Regions from separate parts of the Sus scrofa genome. Here region 2 is linked to region 1. Evidence: chromatin contacts called from public HiChIP or PLAC-seq data. All regions are on one chromosome and are shown on one strand. Each heading gives the region's core, a stretch centred on a gene start, on an enhancer-like site or on the middle of the called end of the contact. The rest is flanking DNA. Distances are from core to core; before and after follow the strand shown.

Region 1 (3,212 bases), core at 236-2,735:
AGTTCCCAGGAGCAGTAAAGACATGCACCTCTGCATTCCCTCCAGAAGCCAGTGCAAGTCCTGGGAGTAATCGTTGCAAAGGACCAGAAGAAAGGGAAGTGGGCTCCTGAGAGGGGGTTCCCCGTCTCATGCCTTCTGTTCTTATCTCTGTGCCAGGCTCCACGTGGCCCGTGTGTTTCCTCCTTTCTGTGACTACAGGGGGCAGGGCCCAAACCTCGTCAACCCCTGGTGTCCAGCCTGTGCGTCCGAGCTGAAATCGCCAGTGGTGGCTTTGGCTGCCATCCTGACCGTGGCAAAGCCCTGAAAGGTCAGCTGCCGTTGACGTGATGGATAATGGGGCCCTGTGGAATCTTCATCCCAAAGCCCAGGATTTCCGTCTCTTGCAGACGGTACTCATCAGCCCAGACAGCGCCCAGCCCCAGAGTACCGCTGGAATGCTGAATCTGGATCAGCCAGGATGATGGCTCTGGAGTAGCTCTCTTGAAAGGGATCGAATCTAGAGTCTCCTGGTATCTGGGCACTTTAGAGATTAGACTCCAAGAGCACTCCCCACACAAGCACATCTGCCCAGCCTTTTCTTATCCAAATTCTAGCTCTGCTGGTGGGAGTCAATTGCATTGATCCAAGAAGAGAGAACTTGAGCAGAGAGACTTACTCTCTTTTATCCAAATCTTGTGGTCCAGACTCAGCCCCCAGAAGAACAATCCAGGTTTGCTGCATTTGGAGTTCCCCTTGTGGCTCAAGGGAAACGAATCCATCTAGTAACCATGAGGTTGTGGATTCGATCCCTGGCCTCGCACAGTGCATTAAGGATCTGGTGTTGCCGTGAACTGTGGTGTAAGTCATAGCCACGGCTCAGATCCTGTGTTGCTATGGCTGTGGTGTAGGCCAGCAGCTGAAGCTCGGATTCGACCCCTAGCCTAGGAACTTCCGTGTGCCTAGGGTTCAGCCCTAAAAAGCAAAAAAAAAAAAAAAAAAAAAAAAAAAAAGCTGCATTCTTCACTCAGAAACTGAACCTGATTAAGGCCCTAAGCTTCTGATTCAGGGAGGGGGCAAGGAATCCTGAAACTCGGGGGTGGGTGGGGAGACAAGGCCTTCCTCTCGTTGTCTCTGTTCCCCCCTGCGTCACTAAGGTCCTGTGGCATCCATCCAACCAGGAGGTGGGTCCAGGGAAGGACCTGGAGTCCTAGCATCCCAGTCCCCAGCCCAGAGGTCCCCTCCTGCCATGTTCGTATTCACCCAGGGAAAGCCGAAAAGCAAACATGGCCAGCAGGATGCTGCCCCACCAGCCTCCGCTGTGCAGACAGACCGATGGACAGGATACGGCGGTCAGAGACCCAGCCCTGACCGTCCCGTGGTTTTCTGACCAAATGTTTTCCAGAAAGTTCATCCACATGGCTTTAGTTCCTCCTTCCTTGAGGGGCGGTTACCAGAGAGGACTCTTCCTCCCACACACATGCCCCCTTGAACATGAGGGTGGAGAGGGACTCTGAGCACTGTAGGAACTGGACATCAGTGATGACTTAATGGTGGCTCATGTGGTCGGTGGGACCTTAAGCAAGTCACTTCCTTTAAAGAAATTGGAACTTGGATGGATGTGACTGTGAATTTTCTTTTTTTTCTCTTTTGCTTTGTTCAATCTCTGCATATGTATCAGGTGTCTATTAAGGACCTGGGTCTGTGCCAAATATTCGAGATAGGCAAATTAATAGAGGGCCCACATTAATGAGGAAGACATACCTCCAGGTGTCCCCAAAATTACGTGATTGCAGGGCATGATCCATAACTTCTGGTGACGCTGGATTCTCTTTTTTTTTTTACACCTCAGCCTCGAAAGATCCGTAGTTCATCTCAAGGGAAAGTCTATTTCTCATTCAGGTAACATTTCGGAATGGGTGCTCGCACACCGGCAGCTGGAGCTCCTCCACGGGGTGACTAATGTTCCCAGGATTCTTCCACCTTTTTGGCTTTGGCATCACCTAAGACCTTGGCGGACTTACTCTGCTACCAAAGTGGGGAAGGAGAAAGAGTGAAAATGGCACACTCACTTCTTTTAGAGAAGAATTCCGACGTGGCATCTATCCTGTCTGCTCTGGTTTAGCCGAGGAAGATTAGTCATGGGTCCACAGCTGGGTGCAAGATAGACTGGGTCTAGCGCCCGGTGGGACAGTGTCCTCCCGTGAGGACACCACATCATATAAAAGAAGCCATGAAAGTTGGGTGCACAGTAGGCCATGGCTGCTCCCATGGGAGATGCGCTAGGGGAAAAGAGGGCCGTGATTCCGGGTAAAAGGAGGCATGACCTTGAGTCCAGACCTCAGGGCAGGCTCGCCTGATGATGCTGAGACTCCGTGGGAGGGTGAGTGAGGATTGATGAAGTGTCCACACGGGAAAGCAGAGGAGACAGCTTTCAAGAAAACCTCGAGTCAGGAAATAATTTTGCCAATTCTAAGGAGTCGAGATGATCCCGACAGCGTGGAGACGGGAAAGCATTGAGGAGACGCTTCAATAGGGACTGAATGTGTAGGGCTTTGTAAAAGGCTCTGTAAAGATTTGGGATTTTATCTTTAGGAGAACGGGAAAGGTTTTGCACATAAGCCTGGCAAAATCAGATTTTTTTTTTTTGTCTACATTGTATTTATATGACCACTTCCTCCAGACGGAATCAGAGGAGGCCTAAAAATAACAGCTAGGAGTTCCCATCCTGGCACAGCAAACTGAATCCGACTAGGAACCATGAGGTTGCAGGTTGGATCCCTGGCCTCTCTCAGAGGGTTGATGATCCGGCATTGCTGTGAGCTGTGGTGTAGGTCGCAGTGGCAACAGCCCCAATTCAACCCCTAGCCTGGGAAGCTCCATATGCCACAGGTGTGGCCCTAAAGAGCAAAAATAAAAAAATAAAAAATAAAAGCATAACAGGTAATACTTGCTGAGCACCTGTTAAATGCCAGTCACTGCTCCGAGTCCTCCATCAGGGAGTTTGCTTAGTTCATTCAAGACTCTGTCAAGGGGTTTCCTTTATTAGGTCCATTTTACAGATGAGGACACTGAGGCAGGTTAACTAATTAGCCCTGGGCATCAAGTAAATGGTGGGGGTGGGTCTCAACCAGGGAAGCCCCTATGTTCTCGCTGATCTCTGCTGTGTTATATTTAGCAATAATATATAATATAAAGATACGTCTTTCATTTATTAAAAAAAAACAAAATTCTGT
Region 2 (3,212 bases), core at 182-2,681, 170 kb before region 1:
GTACAGTTGATTTGCAATGTTGTGCGAATTTCTGCTGTGCAGCAGAGCGATTCAGTTATATGTGTGTGTGTATATATATATATATATTCTTTTTCGTATTCTTTTCTCTTCCGCCTCATCACAGGCCATCGGGTCGCGTTCCCTGTGCTACACAGTAGGACCTTGTCCTTTGTCCATCCTGTGTGTAAGAGTTCGGATCTGCTCCCCCAAACCCCCAATCTCCCCACCTCATCTCCCTTGGCAACCGCAGATCTATTTTCTGTGTCGGCAAGTCTGTTTCTGTTTCACAGGTAGGTCCCTTTGTGTCCTGTTTTAGCTTAAGTGCCTATGGTCGACTAATCTATGACAAAGGAGACAACACATAGGGAGCAGAGATAGTCTCTTCCTAAGTTTAATTTTTTTTTTTGTCTTTTTGTCTTTTGTTGTTGTTGTTGCTATTTCTTGGGCCGCTCCCACGGCATATGGAGGTTCCCAGTCTAGGGGTTGAATCGGAGCTGTAGCCACCGGCCTACACCAGAGCCACAGCAACGTGGGATCCGAGCCGCGTCTGCAACCTACACCACAGCTCACGGCAACGCCGGATCGTTAACCCACTGTGCAAGGGCAGGGACCGAACCCGCAACCTCATGGTTCCTAGTCGGATTCGTTAACCACTGTGCCACGACGGGAACTCCCTAAGTTTAATTTTTAAAGTATGGCTGATGTACCGTGTTGTGGCCGTTTACACTGTAGAGCGTAGCGACCCAGTCATATATATATGTATATTCTTTTTCTCATATGATTTTCCATCAAATTCTATCACAGGTGATTGGGTAGAGTTCTCTGTGCTGTACAGCAGGACCTCACTGCTTATCTGTCCTACATGGAATCGTTTGCATCTGCCAACCCCAAACTCCCCGTCCATCCCCCCCCCTCCCCCTTGGCAGCCACACGTCTGTTCTCTGTGCCTGAGTCTGTTTCTGTTTGGTAGATGGGTTCATTTGTGTCGTGTTGTAGCCTCCACATGCCGGTGATGTCCGGCGTGTCTCTGCCTGCTTCCTTGGTCCCTCCGTCGCTCTCCTTTCTTATTCCTCACAGAGAATTCCGAGTGTCACCAACCTTTCCCAAGGCCCCAAATGAGCTGGCCCAGCCCCCCATCCCCTTCATCCCCCCTGACACCATTTCCAGCCCCACTGGCCTCCTTTCTTCTTTTGTCTCCCTGCCCATCTTTATGCCATCCTTATGGCTGCTCTCTCTCTCTCTCTCTCTCTCTCTCTCTGGAAAGTTCTTTCTAACTGACAGCCGCAGGACTAACACCGCAGCTCTTTCAGGGCTTGGCTTGGTGCCTCTGTCTCCGTGAGACCGATTCAGCCAGCTCTCCTGAGTGGTGCTCCCTGCCCTCCTCCCAGTCCCCTCACACCATTTGTCCTACTTTTCTCTTCTTCCGCACCGTCATCTCCTCCCCACGTGCCCCGTCATGGGTTTATGGATCCTGACTCTGACTCGCAGTCTGCCTTCTCTTGCGAGAATGCAAGTGCCACCCAAACAGGGCTGGCTGTCTGGTTGGTGGATGGACCTGTAGTTCATGGCAGGTGCTGTGCATTCAGGGGATGTTTTGAATGGACACCCGCTTTTGCCTGCTGTGGGAGGCACTGACTCCTTGCCCAAGTTTAGAAGTACCTGTTACTCACCAGGAGAAGAGGTGTGCTCTGTGGGTGCAAAGGTGGTGTCCCCACCATCTCCTGGCAGTGGAGACAAGCAAAAAAAAAAAAAAATCGAGGGCTCTGGGTTTCCGCTGATCTTCCCACCGGTTCCCTCTGCCCCCCATCCCTCTGGCGACCTTCCTCATGAACTATCAGCTGCGCCTCTAGAAAGTGGCTGTGGAAGAGGGTGTGGTGCCTCTTCCCACCCTCCCCTTCGCTGCCTCCCTCCTTCCTCTTCCCACCCTCCCCTTCGCTGCCTCCCTCCTTCCTGTCCGGGATTCACCGCAGGATCCAGACAGGAGAAAGAGCGGAAGGTGTCGGGGGGAGGGGGGGTGTCCTCACCTTTGACCAGGAGCTTCACAGGCTCACTGGGGAAAGACCATGCGTGCTTGTTGTAGGAGCCAAAACATCTGTATGTCCCTCCATGAGCCCTGGTCACCGGGCCCATGGGGAACTCCGCCTGCATCGTCCCGTATCCGTGCTGCGGGCGGCTGGACCTCCCCTCCTTGAGCAGGAAGAACATGCTCGTTGCTGTCTCTAGACGACAGGAGAAGGTCACGTTCTCTCCTGAGGTCACCTCGGGTCTGGGTTGAACAGAGAGGGCGGGTGTGTCGTACAGCCCTGCGAGAGGAGGCGGCTGGTGAGTAAGGAGCCTCTCGATCCTGCTTTCCTCGCTCCCACCCCGCTGCTCCTTAGGACCGGGCTCTTGCTCCCCAGAACCTCAGCCTCTTCCTCTAGTTCCTGAATTTGTCTCGGTCGGTCTTTGAAACATCCTCTCTGATCTCTCCCTTTGGGGCTGCTCTCCTAGCTTCCAGGGGCGTTAATATGAATCTTTCTCTGGGAATTGCCCCGCATCTGTGGTCCTCCCAGTTTGATCCTTGGGACCAGTATCATCTAGAGGCTTGTTAGGAATGCAAATTTCCAGGCTCTACCCCAGACCTATTGCATCAGGAACTTAGGAGAGGGCCAGCTATCTGCGTTTGAAAACAGTCTTAGTTTTAGCTTTGGTAAAATGTATATAAATTTGCCATCTTGACTTTTTTTTTCTTTAGCTTTTTTTTTTTTTTTTTTTTGTCTTTTTTGCCATTTATTGGGCCGCTCTCACGGCATATGGAGGTTCCCAGGCTAGGGGTCCAGTCGGAGCTGTAGCCACCAGCCTACACCAGAGCCACAGCAACGCGGGATCCGAGCCGCGTCTGCGACCTACACCACAGCTCATGGCAACGCTGGATCGTTAACCCACTGAGCAAGGCCAGAGATCGAACCTGCAACCTCATGGTTCCTAGTCGGATTTGTTAACCACTGTGCCATGATGGGAACTCCGACTTTTTATTTTTAAAATTAAATTTTATGTGTTATATGTTTCTCTGACCCTCCCCATTCTTCGTACTACTCTATAAAGTAGATGATTAGTGAGAGCCTCCTGTAATGCAGAGGAAAATCTACTCGTTGGTTTGTAGTAACTTAGACGGGAAAAAAGAATGGGTATATTTGTATGTATGACTGCCTCACTTTGCTGGTACACCTGAC

The links. HiChIP or PLAC-seq counts read pairs in DNA pulled down with a chosen protein or histone mark.
Region 2: a contact with region 1 is called in an H3K27ac HiChIP or PLAC-seq map of alveolar macrophages. The contact joins two enhancer-like sites. A contact is called at or near these places in 1 of 47 Hi-C or Micro-C datasets (embryonic fibroblasts) and 1 of 2 datasets of contacts at active chromatin or transcription factors (alveolar macrophages).

What each region holds. Positions count from the first base shown.
Region 1 is chr6:58,923,179-58,926,390 of Sscrofa11.1, reverse strand. LOC106510586 (a long non-coding RNA gene) reads left to right here. Exons shown (of 3, transcript XR_002344799.1): 2 at 157-307; 3 at 1,829-2,761. Among named protein-coding and RNA genes, the nearest start is that of TTYH1, 33 kb to the right of the region's middle. Within about 2 kb of position 1,485, at least 7 of the 83 cell types and tissues checked have an H3K27ac peak or open chromatin away from gene starts, as enhancers often do. A contact at or near this core is called in alveolar macrophages, where this site is marked.
Region 2 is chr6:59,095,135-59,098,346 of Sscrofa11.1, reverse strand. NCR1 (natural cytotoxicity triggering receptor 1) reads right to left here. Exons shown (of 7, transcript NM_001123143.1): 4 at 2,025-2,303; 5 at 1,671-1,721. Among named protein-coding and RNA genes, the nearest start is that of NCR1, 3.8 kb to the right of the region's middle. Within about 2 kb of position 1,431, at least 1 of the 83 cell types and tissues checked has an H3K27ac peak or open chromatin away from gene starts, as enhancers often do. A contact at or near this core is called in alveolar macrophages, where this site is marked.